2 separate regions of the Anas platyrhynchos genome follow, and region 2 is linked to region 1. The links are chromatin contacts, called in public Hi-C maps. All regions are on one chromosome and are shown on one strand. The core of a region is the stretch at or near the end of the contact, and the rest is flanking DNA. Distances in the headings are between cores, read along the strand shown.

The links. Hi-C and Micro-C count contacts between places; a contact is called where the count stands out from the background.
Region 2: a Hi-C map of F1 follicle shows a contact between it and region 1, with 4 times the contacts expected there. The contact joins the promoter of COPS8 here to the promoter of ACKR3 in region 1. A contact is called at or near these places in 4 of 8 Hi-C or Micro-C datasets (F1 follicle, liver, skeletal muscle and 1 more).

Annotation. Positions count from the first base shown.
Region 1 is chr7:30,574,265-30,581,855 of IASCAAS_PekinDuck_T2T, forward strand. ACKR3 (atypical chemokine receptor 3) reads left to right here and starts at 4,885. Exons shown (of 13, transcript XR_011810753.1): 1 at 4,885-4,975. IQCA1 (IQ motif containing with AAA domain 1) reads right to left here. Exons shown (of 19, transcript XM_027461157.3): 16 at 3,061-3,147; 17 at 1-72.
Region 2 is chr7:30,828,412-30,836,002 of IASCAAS_PekinDuck_T2T, forward strand. COPS8 (COP9 signalosome subunit 8) reads left to right here and starts at 3,578. Exons shown (of 8, transcript XM_027461488.3): 1 at 3,578-3,748; 2 at 4,240-4,310; 3 at 5,790-5,838; 4 at 6,753-6,885. The coding sequence starts at 3,671. LOC110353914 (a long non-coding RNA gene) reads left to right here. Exons shown (of 3, transcript XR_011810767.1): 3 at 1-1,017.

The DNA of each region.
Region 1 (7,591 bases), core at 3,635-6,134:
CAGCACTCTGTCCTGTGCTTTCAAAGCCTTAAGGAATTTGGGGAGAATCTTTTCCAGACGTTTTGGGCTAATCTTCAGAGTGTACATGTAAACACAAGGAGGCAAGAATTGTTATTAATACTGACAATTTAGAGGGAATGAGGTGAAGCTATGCTAGATACAAGTAACATAGACATGTACATTGGACATAGACATGTTATATACAATGGGATTTTGGGCTCTTTTTCAGAAGTCTATTTGCATTTAGTATAAACAGACTAGATTCTCAACCTAAGTAGAAAGCCTTTGTCTTCTGCAATTCGAGTTGATTTCTGCCTATGTATTTGTGGGTTTGGGTGCATGTGTCTTTTACTAGTGCATCTGCTGCTCCTCTTCTTGAAAAGCAGGAAGGAAGCAACAACTCATTTAAAGAAGGAAAGCCTGACTTCCAGTTCCAGGAGAAATATTGCTTGGACCTGTGCACCTGATGAATCTTAACAGATAGAAAAATTACCTTGGTGCGTAACCTGGTCTGGAATCCTCACAGCTCTTGGACATTATGATCTACCAACCCCTACTGGTGTTTTAAATGTGAAAGATATGCTCCCTGATTTCTGCTGTAATTTTAGTTTGCTGAGGCTCTAACCCAGGAACGCAAGCTCTTTGAACTCAACTTTCATTTCTTTGTGATAAATACTATTTGACCTTATTATAAAAATTGAACTACTGTTTACAGAACAGATGATTGTTGAGCAAAACTTCTTATTGGATAGTTACATTTGGTAATGCTCAAGTGAGTATTGGTTGGAGAAGCTTCTTCAAATTGCTGTGATGTCGCTCTACAGTTAACAAAGGCATAACTGAATAAATGGGTTAGGGTGGTATATTATATTCAGAAAAGTCTAATGACTTAGAGGCCTCTCCAGAAATGTTTGAGACTTAACATCCAAGTCAGTCACACTCACTTGAAAACCTTTCACTGGGTCACCTTGTGATTTTTACTATATAGTAAGCAGGTACCTGAGAAATCTTTCCTCAATTTCAGACAAACCTTCCTAATGTTAATAAGATGTCTTCTGCTGGGAAAATAGACTCTATTAGAAAATGCAGAGTTGTTTTTTTTTTTTTTTTTTTTTTAAATTGTCTGCTTCCTTTTTCACCCCTTACTTGTGAAAATAAGTCCTAATTTATTCCTTACATTTCAAACATCAAGTTTTTGGATGACATAATATCCACAGATTCGCACTAATTCATGGTTTGTTAGCACTAATTCATGGTTTGTTAGATGTGCTCATCTTAATTTTAAAATTTTAAATGGCTGTGCCAGTTCCAGACACAAGTGAAAAGTTCCACTCTCGTGTTAAGCCTACTAAGATAGACTGGCAGTTGTGTGCCAGCAGCTCCTGTTACACTTTGAAACTGATGTGTGTCCACAGTGCACACATTCAATGGATATGTACTGAAAGCTAATAATATCTCCTCCGCCTTGAAAGAAATATATCAGCAGCAAGAGAAGCTGTCAAACAGGCAAGCCAGGATCTCTCCATCATGTGCACCTGAGCTGGAGAAAAGTGGGGTGAATCGTGAAGGTGACCCCTATTTGCGTAAGTATGAGTGGCTGAACTGCTTGCACATCATCCTTGGCAACTGGGTTACCATAACATATTTGATATTTGACTGCTTTGCATCCCTTACAGAGGACTGGAGAGAGACTATTTTTGAGTGGGCATTTGAAGAATTTGAGTTGTCTTTTTACCAGGTTCTCAGTCACGGTACCAGAAATGTCATGCTGGGATTAGTAAAGTCACTTCCAGTCCCTCCAGCTTCTGAGGGCTGAATTTAGCTCGTCTTCTCCAAAGCCCACCTCTCCTGAGTCCTCCTAGGCAAGGCTCCCCACACTGCCCGTTGCCTCTGCCTGTCCCTCCTCTTTCATGCTCCCTGGCTCTGAATATTGGTTATGCTGTGAGCTAAGTGGGACATGAGTGATTCCAAGCCTGGAGCCCCCCACTCGCACCAAGTGCAGAGGAGACATTTCATTAAATACCTGCAGATCCAGTGATTGGATTGCAAGGACAGGGGTGATACCCCTGACTCTGAGGAGGGCACGGGGAGAAATTTTTCCTCACTGGAGGCTTTCAAAACAGTTAAAAATCATGAGTGCGCCAGGCAATCTTTGGTCCCTAGTTTTAATTTGAATCCTCATCTGCACCTGCTGTGAAAATTTGAGCTGAAGAGAAAGGTTTGCTTTTGGTGTAAGGACCACCAGAGGGCATCGATCAGTGCACACCCATCAGCTCGTGCAGCCCTCGCAGAAGTTAACAGCCTCATCCAAGGTGATGAGGTCTTCCAAAACACCAGGCGTGTGTCCGTCACGTAGCCTAGACACGCAGGACTTGCCTTAGGAAATAAGGTTTAATTTTTCACACGGAGCTCTAAAATCAAAATATTTTGCAAGCAGCATGAACCTAATCAGGATTTCAGGGGAATTGCTCTCTGCTGTGGTTGCTGAGTTGCCGTGCCTATTGGGCAGTGTTTTAATTTTCTTTCTAGTGGGGAAGCTACACAAGACAGGAAGGAATGGAAGCAATGGAAATGGGACTCCTGGGAGTCCAACGAAAATAATCTGTAAACATAACTATTTAATATATGCTCTTTGTTTTCACAGTGGAAATTTATCCTTGTTCCTTTATTGTTCACTTTGGCTCCATCCAATTTCTCAAATTAATAGAGCTGAACAATTTAAGCTCATCCTAACTTTTAGTTTCTCTCCTCATATTTTGAAATTCTCCATTATTCTCTTCTGCTTTTCAGTGCACTGATGAGCAGCGACTGGACTATTTTTAAATAAAGCAAGTACGGGTGTGTAGGAGAGAAATGTGACTTCTTAAGAGCCCCCAAGAGGTCACAAGACTCTCTTAAAAGAAAAAAAAAATGTTAGTGAGACAAGCTATTAACAAGCAAGCTTTGGCAGGTCTGGTCATATTGGTATGTGCTAAGCTAAGAAATACACCTGTTCCTTTGTGTCTGCTGTAAGGCAACAGGAGAAATTATCTGCACTGAAATAAAAAGGGAGCAACTCACCTGTTCTTCAGCCTTCGGCACTGATTTATAAAATGTTTTTTCTGTCTCTCCAATCCACACGACTGAAGGCTGCAGCTGCTTAGCCACCTAAGAGAAAATGGGAGAGAGGACGCAAGAAGTTGATTAAAATGGCTACAATTTCATACCCGGGTGCCTGTAATTATGCTTTTGAATCCATATTTCAGCAGTTAAAATTAGCTTGGTTTACTTTTTTTTCTGGGAACGTTCAGCACTCATGGATAGTGCTGGCTCTGCTCAGTAGACCTGGCAAATCAAATGGTCTCTGTTTAGGAATCTAACGTGGAGAACCCAACCCAAATCAGATCATGCTGACTGCTATGCTTGTGCTGCATTTCCCAACCCAAATTCAGCTGCTAAAACCTGGACTTGGAGGTCAGTGGCAAGCAGACCACCAGCAGCTTTACACTGGTTGCCCATAGGATCCTTCCCCAGGTTTCTGAGGTCAAAACAGACGGGGAGAGAGGCACGACGTGGCTACTGAATGCTCATCTTTTGGTAAAATAGGCTGGTATGCAATCTTCTGGCTTACAACGTAGCATTTAATTTGCAGTTATCCAAGGAATTAAAATGGAGCCTGTTAAATTTGAAGGGGGGTCTGCAGAATTGGGCTTTCCAGCTCCAAAGTGAGAGCACTATACCTCTGGTTCACAGCAGGATGGCAGCAATGCTACAGGCTTTTTCACATCTTGCACTCTCCCTATTGCTATAGAAACGCCAGTGGTTTAGACATTCTACTGCCAAATTTTAATCACTTTCCAGTGGCTCTTCTGAGCTCTGCTGCTTCGCTCAGCAACAGAAGTGATGGCTGGAGGAGTCAATGGGTAACGAGGCAGCATTCTTCTCTCCTTTTTTTTTTTCTTTTTTTTTCCTTTCCTTTTTTTTTTTTTTTTTTCCCCAGTTGAAGCTGCTGTTTCCAGGAAGGAAGCATACAAAATCCATAGGTTGTATTTATCAGAAGCCTAGTGTTTGACTGACAGACAGTGCAGGAGGAATTAAGTCATGAACGTCTTCCCTCAAAGCCCCACAGTTCATTTTTATGGACACGTTTCAAAAACACCAAGAGTGCGTGTGTGCCTGTACAGTAAAAATGGATGGAAGACAGGGGAAAAGAATAGTAGATGAAAGCTGTTAAATTTACTTGCTCTGCTGTGCTGCCGATGGGGTGAGGTGGAAACAATGCCATCTTTGGCATGTGGCACTTTATTTGCAGCTACATGTCTCATGTCAGCCCTAGAGTATGTCAAGTGGTACCTCCGAGTTCAGAATGGCTTCATCAAGGAAAATAAAGCTTTCTCTTCTGTTAGAAAGCTGGGACTATTTAGCATTAATAACAGGGATTAAAGAAAACAATGCATCATATCATGAAAAATAATATGAATATCCTGCAAAAATGGATACGTGCACCTAGGCAGTTCTGTGAACATTTATCTGTGTGTAAAACTGTAAAGGGTAACTTCTCAGTCCTGCAATGCATTGAGTATGCAAGCTTGAATAAAATGATGGATTAAAATAGTACAGCAATACTAACTGCCCTTTTAAGGTCAGATGTTTTTATCTATCTTCTATTTATCTATTTTCAGAGGTCTGTTTTATATTCCTAAGCCTGCATACAGGTACAGTGGAGAGAGCAAGCTTAGGGTTTTCATTGAATTGAACCATGCAGCAGCCTTAGACACAGGTTTTTCTGCTGAGTATCCCGTTGTCTAAGGGCTCAGACACCTGCAGCAAATGCAAATCAGCCCCACTGATTTGCACTTGCAGGTGAATTCAGTCAGCACCTGGCAGGTTATAAATACGTCTGGAGGAAAGCAGAGAAGAGTAATGTTGCAGCGGTCATGTAGCAATGGTGGTGTGATGGGTGTTCTTTGGATAATTAAAATCTGGGAAGAAAAAGGTAAGCTGTAGGTTAGTTGCTAAAAGAAACTTGTGCCTTCTTAAAGAACAATATTTGCATTTCACGTACTGACTCTGAAATCTGTTTTAATGTGTGGAAATTGACTCAGAGTTCCTTATGAAATTCAGTACTGCTAATGCATGGGCTATCACCTGGGCTCTCCTGATGTTTCTCATGCTTCCCTTTATCTTCTGAAGCATAAGATAACAATAAATTTTTCGCTTTTGTTGTCTGTGTGTGCCTGGGGAGGATGTCAGTTGAGGTAAGGCGAGACTGCTCCCCTTGAAACCTACTTTTCCCTGGCTGGGGTTTGGGCTAGTGGCATGCTGTCTAGTCAAGTTTACCAGCTGCATGTGCATGCACTACCACCCTGGTAGGCTCTGTCACCATGGGATCTGCTCTTGCTGTGATGCATTCTCCTCTTGTTGCTCATGTTTATGACCCTGGTGATGTCTCAGAGACTGACATGGGTTACTGCTCCGTTTAAGTTAACATTAAGAAGCACTGTGTGTTTTGCTCTGAGAGGTGCTGCATCTGTATGAAGTCTGGGGAGTAGTGTAGCTGTTCTGCAGTGTTTCCTCCATACCTGTGTGTCTGATGCTGCAGTGTGATGTGATGTGGAGAATTGGGGTGGGGGAGGCTACTGAGGCTGTTGGAGCTTTTGGCAGGGGTTGATCTCTGCTCAGGTACTTCAAAGGGAACCATGTCATTTCTTCCGTGGGGCTGCTGCAGTCTGGAGATGCAGATCTTCCCTGTTTGGCTCAGAGGTGGCTTCAGTGGTTAGCAGCTCTCTAAAATGGAGCCTGAAGGTTTTAATCAGCCTACGGTTTCATTTTAACTCTTAAGGAAAAACGTTCAGTATTTTCACACCTTTTGTTGTCCTTTTTTGTCCCCTTTTTTCCCCACCAATTATGTGGAGATACAATGAAGAAGCTCAGTTCTGGTTGGCCCTTAAACAGGTATTTTCCTGGGCTTTCTGTTTTAAGGCAATGACTTAAATCTATAAAGTGGCCTGAATCTATTTTCCTGGCGTTGGTAGGTGCTAATGTAACTGAAGTCAGCACGCTGCTTTTCAGTCATCTTCCTATTGCCAGATCAGGCACCCAGAATCTATCAGCATCTAATTTACATTGTTGGCAGATAAGTAGCAGACTGCACATCCCCGTGAAAGTGCTTCATTTGAATTATCCATGGACAGTTTGAATCCATGGATAATTAAATGCACTGTACATAATTAATTTGTAATTGAAATGTTATTAGCTTTGCTGCATTCTCCAGTTTGTTGGAGCTGCCAGTAGATGGCTCCTTAACCCTTCTAATACTGCACTGAGACAGCAGCGGTCTGTGCTGCAAGCTGCTGTCTGATGGTCAGCTATGAGCAATGGAGGCTTCATTTGCTCTTCCAGGAAATCATTGAGAGACTTTTCTTGCTGTCTATCAATATACGAAGGTCAATCAGAATTTTTGTTAGCTTGGGTTAACTTTTTCACACGTGAGGGCCAGAGTTTAATAGTGAAATCAGTACACATCAAAGTACAGAAACCTGATACTAGCAGGGGCTGTATGCTCGTGGCTCCTCCGAACTTGAAGGTTTTGGTTAAATTTTAAGGAATTTTGTTAAAAGATGCAAGTCTAAGTTTTCCTGAAGATGAATTTGTTGCTGAAAACTGCTCAATCTGAAGTTTATATTCACAGAAATGCTCCAAAACAGCTAAAGCAGAGATGTTGAAATCTCCGATCAGACTTTAACTGCAGGAGAAAGTATTTCAGTACTACAGGGATGATGCCAATGTACTCTGGCTTCACAGAGAGGAAAAATAACTATAAATACTACTTTCTGACAGGATGCAATGAATTTTTCAACATTAGAGTAGCAGTGTAAAGCTTCTGTCATGGAAATAAGTCAAATTGAGCGCTGGTGATGTTCATTGCTTCCAGGAGCTTCCAGTGCCTGGGCTCCTAGCAGGCTGCACTACACCAAGATAAAAGTACTGCTCTGGACAGCTGGAAGAAAGGCTGAGGGTGCTATTCCAAATTTCAGTTGTAATGAAAGAGTAATTTTTGGCCCTAAATACAGATTTTTTTGATGGTGTACTAGATTTCAAAATCCTTGCTTCTAAATGCAAGGATTATATAATTTGGACTTGAATAAGCTCAATCATTTTTTTTTGTTAGTATAACACTTTTATTCAGTATTATCTGCTAAACAGCATAACCAAATAGCCTGATAATGCAGTCTCCTAATGATGGTGTTGAAATACTTCTGCAGCACTGTAACACTCCTCTTTCAGTACAGGCGGCTGCACAGCAATACGCTGAGCTGTCGATGCACATACACAACGTCTGTGCTGGTATTTCCTCCTGACCACTGCTTTCCCAACCTTTTAGCCTGGTCAGTGTTGCACTCATAACCCTTTCCCGTGTGTGGCTTTTCTGCACAATGTGCTTTCTGTTGCTGTGGCCCTGCTGAAAGAGGGCTTGTCTCACCCTGGCAGTGATTAACCTGATGGCTGCCTTATGGCTGCTAATGGAAGACCAGTGCTTGTGGCTTTTATTGCCTTGGAGTCAAGCCCTGTGAACTACCTGTGTTTTAACACCTCTGTGTCACTGAATCAG
Region 2 (7,591 bases), core at 2,328-4,827, 250 kb after region 1:
TCCCCTGAAAAGCTTTTGAACGAGATGAGAAAGGGAAACCTTTTGTAATCATCACTGCAGAGCGTGCCTTCAGATCCCAGTCAGCTCACGAAAGCAGCTGGGGAAATACAGCCCTGCCCCAACACCCCTGGTAATCTTTCTTGGAAATGGCTTGGTGTGACTCTGAGAACAAAGAACCGCTCCTTGGGACGGCTCGGCCCTGCAGAACTAGGACCCATTTTGGCTGCTGCATTAAAATTCATACGGGGCGTAAATGAGTTTCTGAGATGTTCGTGCCATCACCGCCATAAGGAGCTGAATAAAAATCACATTAAATATACTTTACACTTCCGCAACAGCTGGAAGCCAAGACTTAAAGTGCTTTTCAATCCCACGGGCCAAAGGCAAAACCAGGATCCTTTCAGTACAAGGAGATTTCCCATTAATTTAACCTGGCCAGATTTGCTGCGGGACAGATTCTCCTACGTGCTGGTCTATGTTCCCAGGCTGGGCTTTTATTTTGGTGCTTAAATTGAAGAGAAGCTCCCAAATAGAACAAATGACCCCGTGATGGCCGGGATGGCAGGTTGACCCACCTCGGTCACTGTCTGGAGGTGCAGGATGGTGCTCATAAAGCCATCGGTGCGGATGGGACGGGACAGAGGGGTTGGGAAGCACACGAGTGCGCTTCAGGAGCGGGGAATTTGTGGATGGATCCTGCAGGATGGGACTTGAAGGCTTGGGGAGAGGTGGTCAATGCGCTGACCGAGGCCTGGCAAACGCCTCTTGCAATGGACTGGAGCATAACCCTCCACAAACCAGCAAGAGAAAAATGAGAAAGAAAAACCCAAACCCGAAGCCTGATCCAAGCTCTCAGTCCGTCCTCCATAAAGGGTCCAGAAAGGAGCCATCCCCTGAACTTTGTTATTGTGTTTTGGTTACAATGCAGCCTTCTTTTACGTGTTAATCATTAAACCATGCTGAGCCTGGGGCTGATTTCATGGTTCCTTTTCAGGGTAAAATTCTCCATTCGCTAAGCTAGTCTGAACAGAGCTGAAGGAAAAATCAAAATTAATTTTTCCTGACAAGATTATTTCATTGAGAAGTTTTCAGACATCGACACTTTTGGTGATGCTGAGAGCGTAAAAAATGCAAAAAAAAAAAAAGCAAAAAAAAAAAAAATCCCCTCTAACATATTTCCTCCCCCATACTGCTATCACATCCTTATGCAGCTTTTGAAAATTTTGTCCTGCAACCAAAATGGTCAAATTTGCCTTAATGAAGCTACCTCCTAATGAAAACTGACCCATGCGTGATAACCCTCCACATATGGCTGTGCTACCTCTCCTTGCACTGGGTGTCTGGGGACATTTTTCTGTATTAACCAGCTTCGTCCCCTCCCGAAAGCAAATAATTTGAGCTCTTTGGACATCCCTGGCTTGGAACTGCACTGTGTGAGCAGGAGACGTCTCCTCGCCCAATGCTTGGCCTTGTCCCTGACAATTTAACACAGTCAGGGAAAAAGCTTGGCCCCAGGGGAAGAAAACCTCTTGGGAAGCAGTCATCAGGCCTCCAGTAAAAGAGATTTTGGCTTTTTGAGGGGCAGAAATCGTCCAAGGAGTTCACCTCCTGGCCATGGTTTTGGTGCATCACGGGCTTGCAGGGGGATGTCCCCGGGGCAGGAGGTGTGGTGAAGGGGGAGATGAGAGGCAGGAGAAGAGGGATGGGGGGAAAAAAAAGAATAAATAAATAAATAAATATGGAGAAACAGTATTTCTGGCTACTTCCACACAGAGACATTGCTTGTATCAGTGGTCCTGGTGGCTTTGGGAGGCTCAGCTAACAGCACTGGAAAGCACCGCTTCCTCCCTTGTCCCAAAAGCTTAATGAAAGACTGAAAAAAATAAACAAAAATGGCCTGGCTGCCCCAAAATAGAAAGAGTTTCTGGCATGAAAGGAGAGCGCGACATTCGGAGGTGGCCGGGAGCTGCACTGGGGAGAAGCAGAGCACCGCGGCAAAACCTCCGTCCTATTTCTTCGGACTTTTCTGCATTTCCCTTGCAGCCAGTGCCCTCTCGTGGGAAGCGCTCACAAACCAGCCCGATTTTGATCATTTTTTCCCAATCTCTGGAGCAATTGATCGCCCAGGTGAGAGGAGGAGCATGCCACAGAGCCATGGCTTTGCCCAGGCCTGTGAGTGCCACCGGGGGAGGCCTTTGAAGGCAAAGCTGGGTTTCAGGGCCTGGAGGGCTCAAGCGAAGGCTGTGGGGTTTGTAGGGGTGCCCAAGACCCCCCAGGCCCCTGCCCATGTGTGTGCTTGCTCGCTGTGAATCAACGTGTGGCCCTGAGGGCTCATTAAGGATGGCTAATTAACCATGGAAACCCTCTGTCCCCATCGGCTCCCATTCCAGGTCAAGGAGGGAGGGATTGCCTGTGGGCAAGGGACTAAACACATCTTGGGGTGCTTGCCTCCACGGACAGCATTATGACTCTGTCCTGTCATGGGGGATGTCCCACTGCTGCCCCCCACTCCAAAAATTGAGAGAATTGGGAGCGTGAGCAGCAGGTGAGAGCAGCACAGGGCCCAGCACAGCAAAGGGCCCTGGGGACAGGGGCGGCTGGCAGTGGGAGCAGCTGTGCCCTGGTTCTTCCCTTCTCCAACCCAAAAGCGCCGAGACCATCACCAGGGAGCCTGTTTTTGGTGCAAATGCTGATTTATAGGATAGGTGTAGCCATATGTATGTATGGTTATGTAAATGGACACATATATCCTCTAAACATGTGTGTATGGGGATATATATATGAGGGTATATGTATATATGGAGGTATGGGAACATTTATATATGGAAGTATGGGGATATATATATATATAGGGATATATATATGGGGATATATATATATATATGGAGGTATATATATGGGGAGATATATATATATATGGAGGTACGGAGGTATATATATGGGGATATATATGTGGAGGTATATATGGAGAAATATAGGGAGGTATACATGGTTATGTATATGCAGTATATATATGGACATATGTAAATGGAGTACATATGTGGCTATATCCATATATATACATGGATGATATCCAAATATATATAAATATGCATATATAGATGGACATACCCCATATACATACGTATACAGATACATGGATATACTCCATATACCTACATAAATATCCATATACATACATGGATATACCCCATATACATACGTATATATATACATACACAGATATATCTGTATATATGCATGGATATACCCCATATACATATATATATATCCATATATATACATGGATGTACTCCATATGCATACATATATATGGTTATATCTGCGTACATACATAGATATACCCCATATCCATACATATATGTATAAATACAGGGATATATGCATATATATACACGGATATACCCTTGTACATAGCTATATGTACCCACATACACACAGGGACGCACTCTTTACACATAAATTCTTTAATATTCACACCCACGCCCCTCTGGCCCCGCCCCCGGCGCTGGCCCCGCCCTCCCCGCAGTCCTCCAGAGCATAAGAGCTGCGGGGCAGAGCGGCCCGCTTGGCGCTGCGGGCGGAAGTACGGTGGGTGTGCGCCGGAAGTGAGGGCAGCCGGGGCCGCCGCCTGCTGTGAGGAGGAGGAGGAGGAGGCGGCGGGGGGAAGATGCCGGTGGCGGTGATGGCGGAGGGCGCCTTCAGCTTCAGGAAGCTGCTGGAGCAGTGCGAGACGCAGGAGCTCGAGGTGGGGACGCGGGGTGTCCCCCTCTGTGGGCTCACCGCTGCTCTCAGCCCGCGGCCGCTCCGCTGCGGGCCTGTGGCGTGCCCGGGGGTGGGGCTGTGAGGGGGATTTTTGGGGGGGGGGGGGGAACTGAAGTTCAGATCAAGGTAAATCAAATCACGAGTGCCTAGAACAGTTTGTGAGGAGATATGAAGATGGTTACCACTTCCCTGAGCAAGAGCTAGAACATAGCGTGGTGAAATGGCACTTCCTTGTCGATGCAGCAAAACAAAGCTAAATTCTCTAACTAAAACTTCAGGAGTGCACAAGTTACTCTGCATAGAAAGATACAACTATTTACAAAGTACTGCAGCAACTTGTCCACAGCTGTTACCTGATGTGAAATCAGCAACTGCCTAGGAGTGCTTGGTTTTACTGAACTTAGCTGCTTGCTTAGTTGGTAAGATGTCCTGCTTTTAAAAAATCTAACTAAATTCCTTGTGCCTGTTTTTTAGGCCCCTGGAGGAATTGCTACGCCTCTTGTTTATGGCCAGCTTCTGGCTTTATACCTGTTGCATAATGACATGTAAGTGGCTTGTATTAATCTTCAATTTCAGGTAGCGGATTTGTTACTGTTAGGCTGATCAGGGTTGACCTGTAGCTGCCAGAATGCTAATGGTTTGTTGTGGGATTAACAAAATGCATGTAGGTAATGCTGTGTTCTTGAAGTAAATTAAAGTCCAGACTTCAGCCTCACAGCCCCTTACTCTGTTGGAATATTTTCCTCTCTTGGCTCTTGTCCACCTTCCGTAACCGAAGGGGCAGATTTCAGTTGTTTAAGTGGTGAAATGGGCTCAACTGGAAAGCGTTGAACACTTCGGTGTTTGATTTGTGGCTTTTCCAAGCTTTACTCACTTTGAATAAGATTGCAGGCTGCTGCTTGTGTCTACAGCGTGATAGACAGCTTTAAACTAAAAATGAGGGACACTGATGGTTTAAAGAAGTTAAATCTGCATCTGGGTCCATCTGAATAATCTTTTAAATTTAGTCTGGTGGGCTGTTACTGCATCCCTGTATGAACTTGATTCTTTGCATTTAGTTTTATTGATGTGCTGCTGGTTACTTGTTCTGGCAGAGTAAAAACACTGCTGCATTCGATGACAAAGCCAAAGCTAATGTCAGGGTGGTGATTCCATGATTTGAGTGTTTTCTTGCATTGTAGCTGTATGTTATTTTGGGGCAAAATTCCATTCTGTGCTGATGTTGAATATTAGCTTTAGTTAATTCTGACTTGGTGTTGTAGAACTGTGCTTTAATAAGATGCAGTGAATCTTATTTTCTGTTTTGTGTTTTAAATCTTTTGGAGCATTTCTAATCAGTTCCATTCTAGATTTCCTCAGCTGTGCTCTAAAGATCGATGACTAGATATTTCAATTAAATGCATGTGAGAAAGCTGAGTTGAGAAGAGCAAGCACTCTAAATCTTTGATCCCCAAAGCAGGGTGCAGGCACACTACGAACACTTTCTTGTACTACTAACAAATAATGTTAAGCTGGAATTGCATTTTTGGCTCATCATTTTAAGGTTCTATTTCTGTGTTTTATATCAGTACAAAATTACATCTGTATAATTTCTAAATACACGTGTATTGGTGGTGGTGGTGCTTAGAAAGGTTTTACTGATAAGTGCATGATCCAAGTTTGGAGACCACCAGTCTAAATGACAACTGACTGTAAAAAGTTAGTTGTGCATGTGTTTGTTCAATTTCCAACTGTTCCAAAAACAGTGCAAACCTAACTTTTGTGAAGTTCTCCTTGTGGTAGAAATGTGGAAAACCTCTTCTCAGCTTTTATTCAATGAGTCAGTTAATGAACTACTTTGTTGTGACTGTCATGTCTTCTTGAAAATAACTTTTTTCTACTTCATCAAACATAAAAGGAATTATTTGAAAGCACCAAGATTGTGCCATGCTTGTGTTAATTTTAACATCTGAACCAATCTTTGGTGTCCCCTTGTAGCAAACATTTGGTCACTGAGAAGCATTTTTTTAACTTCCTTTTTCTAGGAATAATGCACGATATCTTTGGAAAAGAATTCCTCCTGCTATTAAATCTGTAAGTACTTCATAAAATGCCAGCTGATACTAAAACAGTTTTGTGTAAGCTTGCACATGATGATTTTTTTCCCCTCCAAGGATTCTATTTGGTGAGTAGCTTTGGGCTGTTCTCTGCTGTGAGCTGCATGTCCAGCAGATGGCATACTGGTCTTCCTAAAGTCTTCTAGTTGCAGATCTGACTATTCTCTCTTCCTTACAAAGTAACCTGTGATGCAGGATTCTGTAAACCTGGAGTTCTTCTTTGAAAGCCTTGTGGTAAGGGGTAGTCAGCTGGAGGAACGCAACAGCTGTGTTCTGAATACCTGATTCTGAGGTGGGGCCACATTCCACCTGAAGGTGTAAAATACCTTGTGCAGTGAAATGCAACTTCAGATAAATTGCACCATCAGATTTAACTTTCTGAAGGCACTTTAGTTTGCATTGCATGTGGATCAAAGACATATGTTGAGCATTTAGCTAAATATACTAGGAATGCCTCCAAACCTTGTTTCAGTTTGAGATGTTTTCTCAAGGAAACAATTGGGGTCGTATATTTTACAAGAAACAAGTGCTCTGTAGTCCTGAATTAAGAAGTCTCAGGGTCAAGATGGGACCTGTCACATGGTTCTGAAAGATTTTTTTTCTTGGAAAAAAAATAATTATATCAGTTCAGTCAGCAGTTGGCTGAACCAAATCTTATCTGGGCTTTCTCTGAAACTTGCTGTGTTTGAACAGCAATGTTCTGTGAGTAGCTGGTCTGTTTTTTAGGTGTAATTTGCATTTGGTGTGAAGCAACATTCTTATGGGGGGGGAAATTTGTTGCATGGGTTATTTCAGGAAGGTTACACCTCTGAAAACATAGCATTTTACATTGGTAAAATGGTCATTGCAGAGAACAGACAACTATGGATTAACTGTTTTTTGTCTCAACAGGCAAATGCTGAACTTGGTGCAGTTTGGTCAGTAGGCCAACGAATCTGGCAAAGAGACTTCCCAGGAATCTATACAACAATCAGTGCGCACCAGTGGTCTGAGACCATTCAACCAATCATGGAAGCACTTAGAGGTACCTTAATTTTTTTTGTTCTTGACAAGCAACAGCTTAGTATCATTATAAACCAAAGGTACATTGTTGCCAAGCATTTGTCTGTTTTAATTAAGGGATCTCAGGTATCAGGTGTAAATGAAAAAAGCTCATTAGAAAAACTTTTAGGGATGACTTAGAATGCTTTTATTTATCGTGTCTGGTTGTGTATTCTTTCTTACTGGATTTTCACACGGTGTTTGGCTCTGTAATAGCAAAATGGGCTACTAAGCACTCAACTTTATCCAACTCGTTTAACCAGAAGCGTAGGCAGCTTGGTTTGACATTTCAGAACCTTGTGATGCTTATGAAAGTTTCTTTTAAGTGTGGCTTTAAACAAATGCTTTAGTAGTTACAGGCTGTATAATAGTAACATGCAAATAAACAGTCTTGCTACTAGAGGGCGCTACAGGCTGCAAAAAATCTTCCAAGTTGTTTTGCAATAATTTCTGTGAGTTTTAGGAACAACTGATCTGTAGGTGCTTTGGTACTAAAGAAGATGTGGGGGTAAAAGAAATGATTATAACTAATTGCTATTTTTCATGATTTTCTGATTCAGAACTATTTGAGAAATCCATTTCAAATGGCAAATGCAGTCAAAAGTGGAGTTCCTCAAACTGCAGTTTACATCCTGGTGGTAGTGCAAACAACATTTTGAAGTTAAAAGCAATCTGACAGATTTTGCCAT